2 separate regions of the Oryzias latipes genome follow, and region 2 is linked to region 1. The links are chromatin contacts, called in public Hi-C maps. All regions are on one chromosome and are shown on one strand. Each heading gives the region's core, a stretch centred on a gene start, on an enhancer-like site or on the middle of the called end of the contact. The rest is flanking DNA. Distances are from core to core; before and after follow the strand shown.

Region 1 (5,302 bases), core at 1,686-4,185:
ATCTGACTTGTAGTGAGGTTCCACGTCCCATAAATCGTGCAAGAAAAAAAAAGAAATGTTTAATTAACGAAACAGGTGAACGTTTAGCGGTGCGGGTGATTTCTCTGCATTTAGGGCGCGCTCGCTGCATCACCAGAGGTGGCTGATGCAATCATAATTACAGCTTGTCCTCACTGGAGCTGCAGATGCCTCCTCTCTTTTGTTGACGCCAGCTGCCAGCAGGTGGTGCCAGAAGGAAACATCCCCCAGTGAAAGGAGGTGTAACAAACAATCTACATTTCTGTGACTGTGTGAAGATGATTCCTTTCCTTCCCACTCCCCCTTTTAGAGAAGCTTTTTATAATTAAAATGTGGGCGTCTCAGTCGGTACATACACAATGTTCAGTTCAGAGACGCTATTTTTAGCCATCTTTGATCTCGCAGCAGCCACAGAGGAAGGAATCCATTGATGTCAGCCTTTTGCAGATGTACATGATCGTTCCTGTGCGCCGAGCCTTTGCAGGTGTAAAGATAGGAAGGCTGAGCGGCGAGCCACAGCACTTCCAGCATGTTTAAAGTTCAAACTGGGCCATATGGTCGCCACAGCAAAAGACGCTGGTGGAATTATTCACATGGAGCGCTCTGAATCGCCCAGATCCCGGTATCCACCTCCAAGATAAGGGGAACGTCTCAAAGGCTTTGTGCTCGAGCTTCAAATCTCAATCCTCGAGAGAACGCCAGAAGCCCCCATCCTTGCGTGCCTTTTTCCCACTCCTCTTCCCCTCTCCCTCGTATCCTCACACACTCCCACAAACACACAGCACAATGTGACAAACGCCACCCTCTGCAGCGCGAAGCCAAAAAACCTGTGACATTTCTGAGGAAATAAGATGAACTCATCCTTCTCGACCGGTTTCATCCCCACCGCCTAATCCTTGAGTGCAGCCTAATTACGTACAAACAGTAGTCTTCAGCTAATGCCAACAAATGGCTGTTGCTGCTGCTGGATCGGCCGATTATTAAAGGGATGCACATTTGTTGGTTCTGCATTCTAATGCAATTACTCACCCATTATGACCATGTAATTGTGCAGTCATTAATTGTGCATCCAGTGTGCAACGCAGTTGTGTGTGTTTTCTTTTTTACACAAATGAACCGGGGGTACCTGAATAATGACGATATTGTAATGCGTTTGTGCAAATCAACATTTACCCATCAGTGCAGTCTATTAGAGGGTGTCAGAGGACAGGGAACAAGGCCTCAGTCGCTCTTTGAATCATGACTCATTTGTGCTCAGTGCTTTTATGTGCCTCGTTCTTTGCCATCTATTCTCACCCCGCCTTAATGTTCCAGCGATAAGAATTTCCTATTCATTCTGCATTCTTCATCTGCTGCGCGAGAGAGGCAGACTCTACAGGTATTGAATGAAAAGTACATCTATTTCTGAGTGGGTTGCACAGGCATGGAAGATAATTATTGATTTGAAATAAGAAAAGATAAGGCTCAACCTTGAGCAGCCCAGCGATAGCACACAGAACAGAATAATTAATGGGCCTGTCTTGTGTCGGGACAAGCTTTCACTCCCAGACGTAGCGTATTGATCCTAAACAGATAAACTGTGTAACCCTTTGTGAAGGGTTTGACAAACAATTTAATTGGAGAGAAAAAAACAACAATATTCCTCACCCTTTCCATCTCCCTTTCGTCACATCCCTGAGTGGTTTTTCCTCCCCCTGACCTATGGAAACAATTACCTGTGCATCCGTCCTTCTAGTGCCTCTGGACTACCAACGAAAGGCTGGTATTGGATGCACTTACTGATTGGGGAATCTAATCAATGAAGGAACTTGTCTCCACTCCAGATGGCCATGTTGAAACTGTGATTTCCGAAGCCTTTTAGCCGCATTTCTCTGCAGAAAACATCCGTTTAAATATACCTGTAGCTTTTTTCCGACGCACCTTCTACAAAGGAGGACAGCGAAGACACGTCGATCCTCTCCTGATTAGGGATCGGGACAGCTTGATCATGTTTTTCATGCCTGTCCCTGTGATTTGTAAGCTGTTTAAATGTGAACGAGGCAATTAAATGAGAACGAACGGCGCGTAGGAGAATGGGTGCTACGGTGATCATTAACAATGAATTACCCCGGTGTGCACTCAAACACTTGGGGAGGACTTTCAGGCAGACCACTCTGGAGGATCCAGATCCAATCTAGCCATTGATTAACAGAGACTTGTTCTTCCTGTGAAATCACTCGACTGGGATTTTAGAGCACTCATCCAGTCTTATAGAGATAGGCTAACATCAAAGGCGAATGAAGAGGGATTGGTTAAATGGGCTCGCCTTGCCCTCCATGTAAGAGATTTAGAAGAGCAAATCTTGAATTATTGCCTCATGTAAATAGTCTACTTGCCTTTTTTTTGTAAAGCATTTGTGAGGAGGGGGGACTTGTGAGTCTCTTGGATAGAGAAGTACTTAGAGGCTCTCATATTTCCCTTGATGGGAAACAACGGTGGGGGGTTCAATCCCCAGGAATGTAAACACCAAAATGTCTCTGAGTTATGTGAGCTGCCCCTACCATTGGGGCAGACTTGTTGTTTGGTGTGTTTGTATTTAAAACACTATTTCAAGAGTGATATCCAGTCGGTGTCAATAGCAGCCTCTTGTAAAGCACATGTACTCTATATGTTGGTGAAATGTGCGCCACAGTTGAAATTGCTTTTCCTTTGAGCAACACCAACAGGTTTTAAAGGGTGAGGTGAGTAGCTTTAGACATTTTTTTTTCAAAAAACAATTTCTGTCCTCATGCTCACTCCTATCAAAGGGTGAGCCCCGACTGCAGTAGATGGAAAGGGATTTTCTATCCATAAATGGCCATGGGGGCCTTTTACGGTGTCGCTGCTGAGGGATCACATGATTTTTGAGGGTGTAAAGGTCTCCGGGCAGCTGCTCCTTTTTCGGATTGGATTTTTTTTTTCTTTTTTTCAAGGCGTCCAAGAGCAGGGCCCCATGCTGTCTGCACTGAAAGGTGGAGCAAATACTTCTAGTGAGGAAAAAAAAGTTCAAATGCTCAGAAACTGCGCCTCCATTTGAAATGGGTGTAGAGTCCCTCGGCTACATTCATTGCTATAAACATCCACAGAGCTCAAATTTTTTCCTTTTTGTCGAGGACTCATAACAGGTGTCTGAGGAAAGATTTTTTTTCTCTTTTGCTTAGCATATTTTCCACTTGCATGGAAAGTATTTTTTTCTTTATTAGGAACATTGTGCCCCGGGCAGACCCTTTGCCTTGAGAAACGATATGTAGACTTTCTTTGAAGAATTTGTGGGTACTTTCACACTAACTCAAAATTCGACCATGCCTCGTTAAAGCAAGGTTATGCCAGGTATTGAACCTGTTTCCACTCATGTTGGTTTGTCATAATGCACTCTGCATATGGATTTATCCAGTCTGTGGCACTGGGATTTTATAAAAACTGTACACGTCCTGTTAAAGATTAAAATTCATATGTTTTTCCTCCTAAAAGTGAAGCCATAAAATACATTTTAAATCCCCAAATGCATTTGAACATAACATAAGCCAGCATCAAGCTTTTTCCACAACAATTACCTCCACTCTGTAAATATAAGATGAAATTACACACGGCACCAGAGGGAATGATATGGTCCACCTTGACCTATTTAGCATGTCATGTGATGTCCCCCCCTGCACCTCTGTTGTAAATATGCTTCAAAGGAACAGCCTGCGATGTAGAGTTATGGGAAAAAAGCCAAGCAACTCCTAATATAGCATGTCATCTTCACTGCAGTTGGGTCAATTACCCTAGCAGGGTGGACACGTTTATATACTTGGCCCACTAGGAGACTGTTTATGTGAAGAATGTGGAGAATACACATTATTCATGTTCCTGGCTCCAAGGAAAAAGCCTCTGCTGCGGAGCCCAGCTTTGCATCATGTTGCGCCTAAGCGCCAAAGGTATTGATGTTCAAAATGACAATATGATGGGAAAATGCAAAAACGGAAAGAACTGCTTTCAGTATTTGTCAAGTGTGCTTCTGTGGTTTATGTGTAAACGCTGCAATTGTTTATCTCCCGTTTCCCAATGGAAGCCCTGTTTCCAATTCCCATTTTATTTCACTTGTTCCAGGTATTTGATAAAATTTCAACATTTTCTCAACATAAAAAGACTTGGTTCTTAAATTCGTGTAAGTTTTAGCTAATGTAGCTAATGTTGTGGGCCAACAACTCACATCTTTTTTAGTAAAAAACATTTGGTGAAATAATGACAGAAAAACGATGTCCAATTAACAAAATAATTCCTTTAAAGTTGGCAATTTTATTTCCTTTTCTGAGGTGAAGTCCTTTTATTTTGCATTGTGTATTTAATGCTGGGTTGTAACGCTGGCACGGCAGTGTTGATGCTCAAATGTCAAGCAAACATTGCAGAAATCTCTTTTTGTTTTAACTTCTGAACTGCATTTTAGGGAATATCTAAACAGGGAGATTGTTCACTCATGTTTTGGGTGTTTTTAACATGTTCTGGTAACATTTCTGTCATGATGGAGGACATATATAAAGAAAATTTAAATGGAAACTGCGTTTCTGAGTATTTCTTAGAAAAAGTGCAGTTTAAAACTTAAACAATGGCTGAAAACAAACCGGTCCTGCAGACGTTTATGATATTATAGCTTTTCTTGGATTTTTTTAGACTCCTGATTTATTGTAAATATCTTTATCACTGATATTGTGCTATTGTATTGTGCTGTAAATGTAATTGTTGAACATTTTATCCTGCCTTAGGACAACGGATGAAAGTTAGTTCCTGTGCTAACCCTGGCATATTTATGTTGAAGCAGCTGCTGAAACATTGTTTAATATGCACTGTCCTAATTAAAAAACAAAAAACAAAACTGGTAGCAGTGACGTGGGTGCTACGGTCAGTGGGCCACAAGCTCCATTGTGATGCATCCAGTTGTAGACGACTAGATCAATGTACTTCTTGATTTTCCTTTTCCGATCTGGCATCTGGCTCATACATGTACAATATTGCTCGCCGTTTTTGTTGCCTCAGTAATGTGAGCTTGGGGTTGTGAGGGGCTGTAAAGCTGGTGGGAGAGAGTGTAAAAAAAAGAGATGATGGGAAACGAAGGCAGGCCCACTCAGCACTAACTGTGTAAGCAACAACTCAGAGGCAAATTTCTGACGAACTTTTGCTGCTCCGCAGAAACTACGTCCTAGTAAATGACAGGGCTTATTCATTTTGGCTATAAAACGGCATAATCATAACTAAAAGACCAGCAGAAGACTTACAAATGTTTCAT
Region 2 (5,302 bases), core at 1,464-3,963, 150 kb after region 1:
CTAAGCTAATGGATTGCATGTAAAACGCAACTTGTATTTGTGTTTTTGTTAATATTGCTCTTTTGTAGCCTTTGTACCTGTACAGAGTCGCTGGATTGAACAGGAGGAAAATACCTGGGGATGTGCACACAAATCAGAGAGAACGACATTCTTGTATTTATGACTTTTCTCCTTTTGTCAGTCATTTAAAATGCTGTACATTTTAGCATAAAAATAAATTATGATTGACCATCTAAACCATTTTTCTCCTCATACATTTGTACCTGCTGGCTCCAAGAAGCCAAAATCCCATAGATCTCTAGAGAAAGAAAGAAGCTATTATTCTGTCAGCATAACCATTCTCGCTTCTCTACCTTTTTTAAAACATGTTCTTGCGAATCCTTTTATCCCATTGTTATTTCTTTAGTTTAGTTATAAACTGACCTTTCAGATCCCTCAAAAATAGGTGGTCTCACATTCAGAACATTTTAGATTCTTCCAAGCAGACTTTCAATTGGCAGAGGATGGACTTCCAACAAGTTCACTCCTGATTGGTGAGTGTGTGGTTGCCGTAGAAACCAATCGCTACTTACTGACGGCGTCTGGCTCCAACATGGCAGCATCCTTATCTTAAAAAAAAAGAAAGGCAACTGAATTGACTTTACTCACTTGGGGCCAGAGGGAAACTCTTTTCTATGGATGATGTGACACTCACTCCGGTCAATGTTGTCTACATTTAATATTTAATCTTCAAAACATCTGATTTGGGTTCTTGGTGATTTTTCATTTGGGCGGTCAATGATTCCTACCTTTAAATACATCAAAATCTCAGCAAAGTTAAAATAGCTGAGTAGCAGCAGCTTCCAGTTCATATAAATGAATATCTGTCACTCTGCATTTGGATTAATGTGACTAAAATGTAGTTTCTAATCTATGCATCTTAATTTCAATGAAAAGGTCTTTATTGGGGGGGGTAAGTACGGTAATCGATGAATTGATTCTACAGTCCAAGTAGATCAATCCGTCTGAGTCAAGTTATAAATCAAAGCGACCTTTACTATTATCATATCGATTATATCGATATTGGAAAATACCATTTGGATTGAGACATGGTAGGTTTATTTATAAGACAAAAACGGCTATATATTAATATTAATATATATATATATATATATATATATATATATATATATATATATATATATATATATATATAACGACGATTATTTTGATGAGGAAAAACAACAGTGGACTGAACTTTAGTAAACTGTAGTATAAATGAATTAGTCATTCATTTTTGTTTACTTGTCTGTACACATATTTAATTTACGCTTGATTATCTTGCAAGAAATGCAAAGAATCTGGAAAACTTCAGCTGTGCTGTTCAACACCCAGGTATTTATCTCTGAATCACAATGGTTGAATTTTTGGCTACAGATGTCCTGGATCAATTCTAGGTCAGTGAATCAGATCGTTCAAAATGAACCAATGACTTGTATTGCGCAGCAAAAATATATGAATCAAATTGTTAAAATGAATCATTACAACCATATTCTTTATCAACTTAAAGTGTAACTAACAAATGTCCCCAGTTTATACCTGATTTTACATACCCACAAGATCTGCATCAATAGGTCTTCAAAGTTAGTCCTTATTTTGATTAACTTTCAGAATGGATCTCTCAAATGTCTCACAGCTCTTAGCTGAGTGTAAATTCAGATTCTTAATGTCTGAAAATGTTCTGCTATCAAGAGCTGCTTCTTTCCTGCTGGAGCTGCTGGTCCAACTCTCTCAGCTGCTTCAGAAAGCCCCAGTTGGGGATGATCCGTCTGCGTTTCTTTACGTGCTCGATGGCGTCCACCACCGTCATGTTCTCGTAGATCATGAGATAGGCAAGAAAAAGCGTGGCGGAGCGACTCCTTCCCATCACACAGTGCACCAGCAGTTTATCTGAGAGTAGAAATCAGATTTTAGTTTTCCAGACATTGAGATCGGAAGTTTGGAACTTCACTGCAGATGTCTTACTCTGAGCGTCGCTCAGTGTCTCGTGGATAAACTGAGCCGCTGAGAAGAAATACTGGCTGAGATCGAACGTCTGCACGTCCTCTGCTACCACTCCATAGTAAACAATGTTCATGTCAGTGTAGTAAGCAGGCCCGGTGTCCACGCTGTTCCACGTCCCCTCTGCTGCATTCAGGACGTGCGTGACCCCCAAACTCCTCAGCTTGACCTTGTCTTTTGCTGTCTCCCTGTAGGAAGCAACATTTTGGTAAAAACATCCAAATTCCTTGCTATTTTTTGCCGAACAGTCATTTGTTGCACTTACTCATCCCCAATATAGACACTAGGCCAGACTTCATTGACATGAGTGTAAGCCACACTCCCACGGTTCAGGATTTTCTCCAGCTCGTAGCCCCCAGGTGTGATATAGTCATCAGTTGGAATGGATTCCTCTCCTGCTTTCGTATCGTTTTTCTCCCTCTCTTGGGAAGCCATTCTTTGACTCTCTTTAGCTTCAGTTTGAAGAGGAAACGGAAATGCCCTTCGACAGTCACAAACTAAGACATCTGTTCGTCACACGCTTTGTTAAAACTCACCATTTCAGCGTGGCTATTTCTTTTTTTTTACTCAAGAGTTTGATTTTTCTGCATTCTGGCAGCTTGTTGTGAAGCAGAACATGGTAAGTTTCCTAGTACTGGCAGCCTTGAGTCAGGACACAGATTGTATAACCGCCTCTGTGACAAGCTTCAAATGCAGAGGATATTTTTAGTGCTGTGATGTGGCAGGCCCCTGACCTTAGCTGCCACGTTCTGTGCCTGTAGGGAAAACTTCAACCCGGCCAGTCCCTGCCATCCACATCTAAACACACAGCTTTAATCTCTGCTGCCGGCTGCAAGCTGTGGTTATCCAAACTTTGCGCTTGCCAACGGATGCCCATATTCACTGGGGTGAGCAGTGAGCTTTTGCTCAGCTGCGACTTCTTGAAATTGTGTCAGCCTCTCTTAGCCTTTCTGCATATCTTCAGAGGCTGGGAGAAAGCATGTAAGCGCAGCTTCACAACTCCTGTTAGGGATGCTTCTTCTTAAGCCCTCAGGGGCCCGAGCAGAAGTGAAATGTGTCAGACTGTCAGGCAGATGAGTTTTTTTTTTTCTTTTTTTACAGGATGGCACATGTCTTTGATTCCCCATTATATGGCAAACACGGTCCATTCAGAGATCTAAATGCGAGCTCCAAAACGTGAGAGCAGGATGATGGCTGTATTGCAGAAACCGCTAACATGTCAGGCTGAGTTTTCACACCATCAGACTCCTTTATTTTTCCGTCTTATCTTCATCCTCTGCCATCATTCATTCTGACAGTGAAATCATTAAACCTGTGATATCCAATTCCCTTTATTTTGACGGCATCTTTCTCCCAGCGAACTCTGGAGAGCATTTCTTATTAAGATGGCTTCAGTGTTTCATCTCCTTTCAAAGTCTGACCTGAATCTGTAAACACGCTCACGACCATGTTGGCATATTTTTGTCATTTTGTATCGAGCTTTTTTAGACACATCGCAGTTTTAACTGTGCGTCACCAGATTGCAGCAGTTAAGACGCAGCGTTTTGAGGAATCTGAATAAATAAGTGGAGCATTGCTTATTTATAGACATGTCTTTGTGTTGTTTGTCTTGTTGAGGTGCATCAGGGGTCTGAGCAGCAAGTAGTGATATTTCAATATTTGTCAGACTTGAAAGACCTCTATAGAAACCAACATTTGGGTAAAAATTGTATTGTTTGGTTGACTATTTTCCAATCAAAACTGCATGTTCTTGCTATTTTCATACATTTTGTCTTTTATCTCCTGCAGCAATATTTGAAGATTCACAGATGCTTTCCAGATGTTTCATTGAGCAGTAAAAATATCTGGTAAAAACAATACATTTGTACTCCAGAAAGGAAGAAAGGATCACAGGGAGCCCATTCAGTGCTTGAAAAACAACATTTTAGTTTTGTGGATTTTCAAAATAATAGTAGAATTTAAATTTATTTTTTACAAGCACATTAAATAACTTTGCAATAAAGGAATAGAACAAATAACACATTTTATTCATGAATGTGGGCATAAAAAATGAAAATGCAGAACCCACGGGGCCAAATTTGGCCTCTGTTTTTTGTTTGTTTGTTTTTGCTTTTACATTTCTTGTATTTTTGTTATTGTTGTTATTTTTTTTTTTGGGCTGCTGTTATTTGCTGCCACCAAAACAATTTTCTTTTTTAAACCTTAATAACAAACACATTTGTTTGAGGACGTTGAAAATCAAAATGCTGTTGTCAAAGGGGAGGGGTTTATTTTCTTAACAGTGTTATTGAATATAGCACAGAGTTTTAAGCAATGTCCGTATTTATTGAGCAAAAAAGAACTTTTTCTAATAAAACTTTTTAATAGAACTTTTTTTAATAGAACTTTTTCTAATAAAACTAAATGTGAGAAAAAATACTAAAGTTGTAATTAAAGTGGTTGAAATTCTGATTTTCTAAATATTTCATTGTGTAGAATAAATTTAAAACTGGATCAAACATGGCATTCGAATGGAATGAGTTGATTAGGGACAGGCATGAGAGATGTTACACATTTTGTTCCTCAAAACCTTGAACCAAATTTGCTTTCCTACTGTGGAGGAACTTCTGTAAATTTGATCATCTGGAGTTTTTTTTGTTTTTTTTCAGCTGCTGTGTGATTACATGCAATAGAAAATTGTGAACTTAATGCTGTGATACTGCTTTGCTGCTGTTTTCATCAAAGGAATCCTCAAATCTGGTGGTAAAAATACAAATTTAAATAAAAATTTACATCAATTTTCTTAATCCCTTTCAGGGTTACAGGGTTGCTGGAGCCTATCCCAGCTATTTCTGAGTAAGGACAGGGTACCCCCTGGACAGATGGCCAGTCGATTGCATGGCAAAGTAAAACTTTGCTCCCAGAATCAGAAAGTGACATCTGCTTCGGTTTTGCTGGCCAAAAACTTTATACTCTGAGGGGCACAAGGAACGAGAAAAAAAGATAGAGAACATTAGATGTTCTGCTGAACAGCAAATCTATCTGGGTGTCCTCCTGGGCAGGGACGGCTGGCCCCTGCCCAGGAGGCTGGGTGCGTGGCTCCCTGGAGCGCGGGGTGGGTCTCCCTTGGTGGGGTCCTGGCTCGTACCTGGGGGGATGCCCAGAACTCCTGGGTGCTCGTCTGGGGCTGTGGGCGCTCTTCTGGGGCAGAGCCCTGCGTTGGGCCCTCCTGGCGCGGCGGGGGGGCAACTCTTTTGGTTGGGCCGGGGCTGCACCCTCTGTC

What was found. A called contact is a pair of places that touch in the nucleus more often than the background predicts.
Region 2: a Hi-C map of embryo shows a contact between it and region 1, with 2.4 times the contacts expected there. The contact joins the promoter of dupd1 here to the enhancer-like site in region 1. A contact is called at or near these places in 3 of 5 Hi-C or Micro-C datasets (embryo and fibroblasts).

The regions. Positions count from the first base shown.
Region 1 is chr19:10,081,991-10,087,292 of ASM223467v1, forward strand. The region is part of intron 3 of adk (adenosine kinase); the gene reads left to right. Among protein-coding and RNA genes, the nearest start is that of adk, 12 kb to the left of the region's middle. Within about 2 kb of position 2,936, at least 4 of the 8 cell types and tissues checked have an H3K27ac peak or open chromatin away from gene starts, as enhancers often do. A contact at or near this core is called in embryo, where this site is marked.
Region 2 is chr19:10,234,760-10,240,061 of ASM223467v1, forward strand. It overlaps dupd1 (dual specificity phosphatase DUPD1), which reads right to left and starts at 2,714. Exons shown (of 4, transcript XM_023949190.1): 1 at 2,577-2,714; 2 at 2,306-2,492; 3 at 2,005-2,228; 4 at 1,454-1,929. The coding sequence starts at 2,475. The coding sequence ends at 1,727. kat6b (histone acetyltransferase KAT6B) reads left to right here. Exons shown (of 17, transcript XM_023949186.1): 17 at 1-237.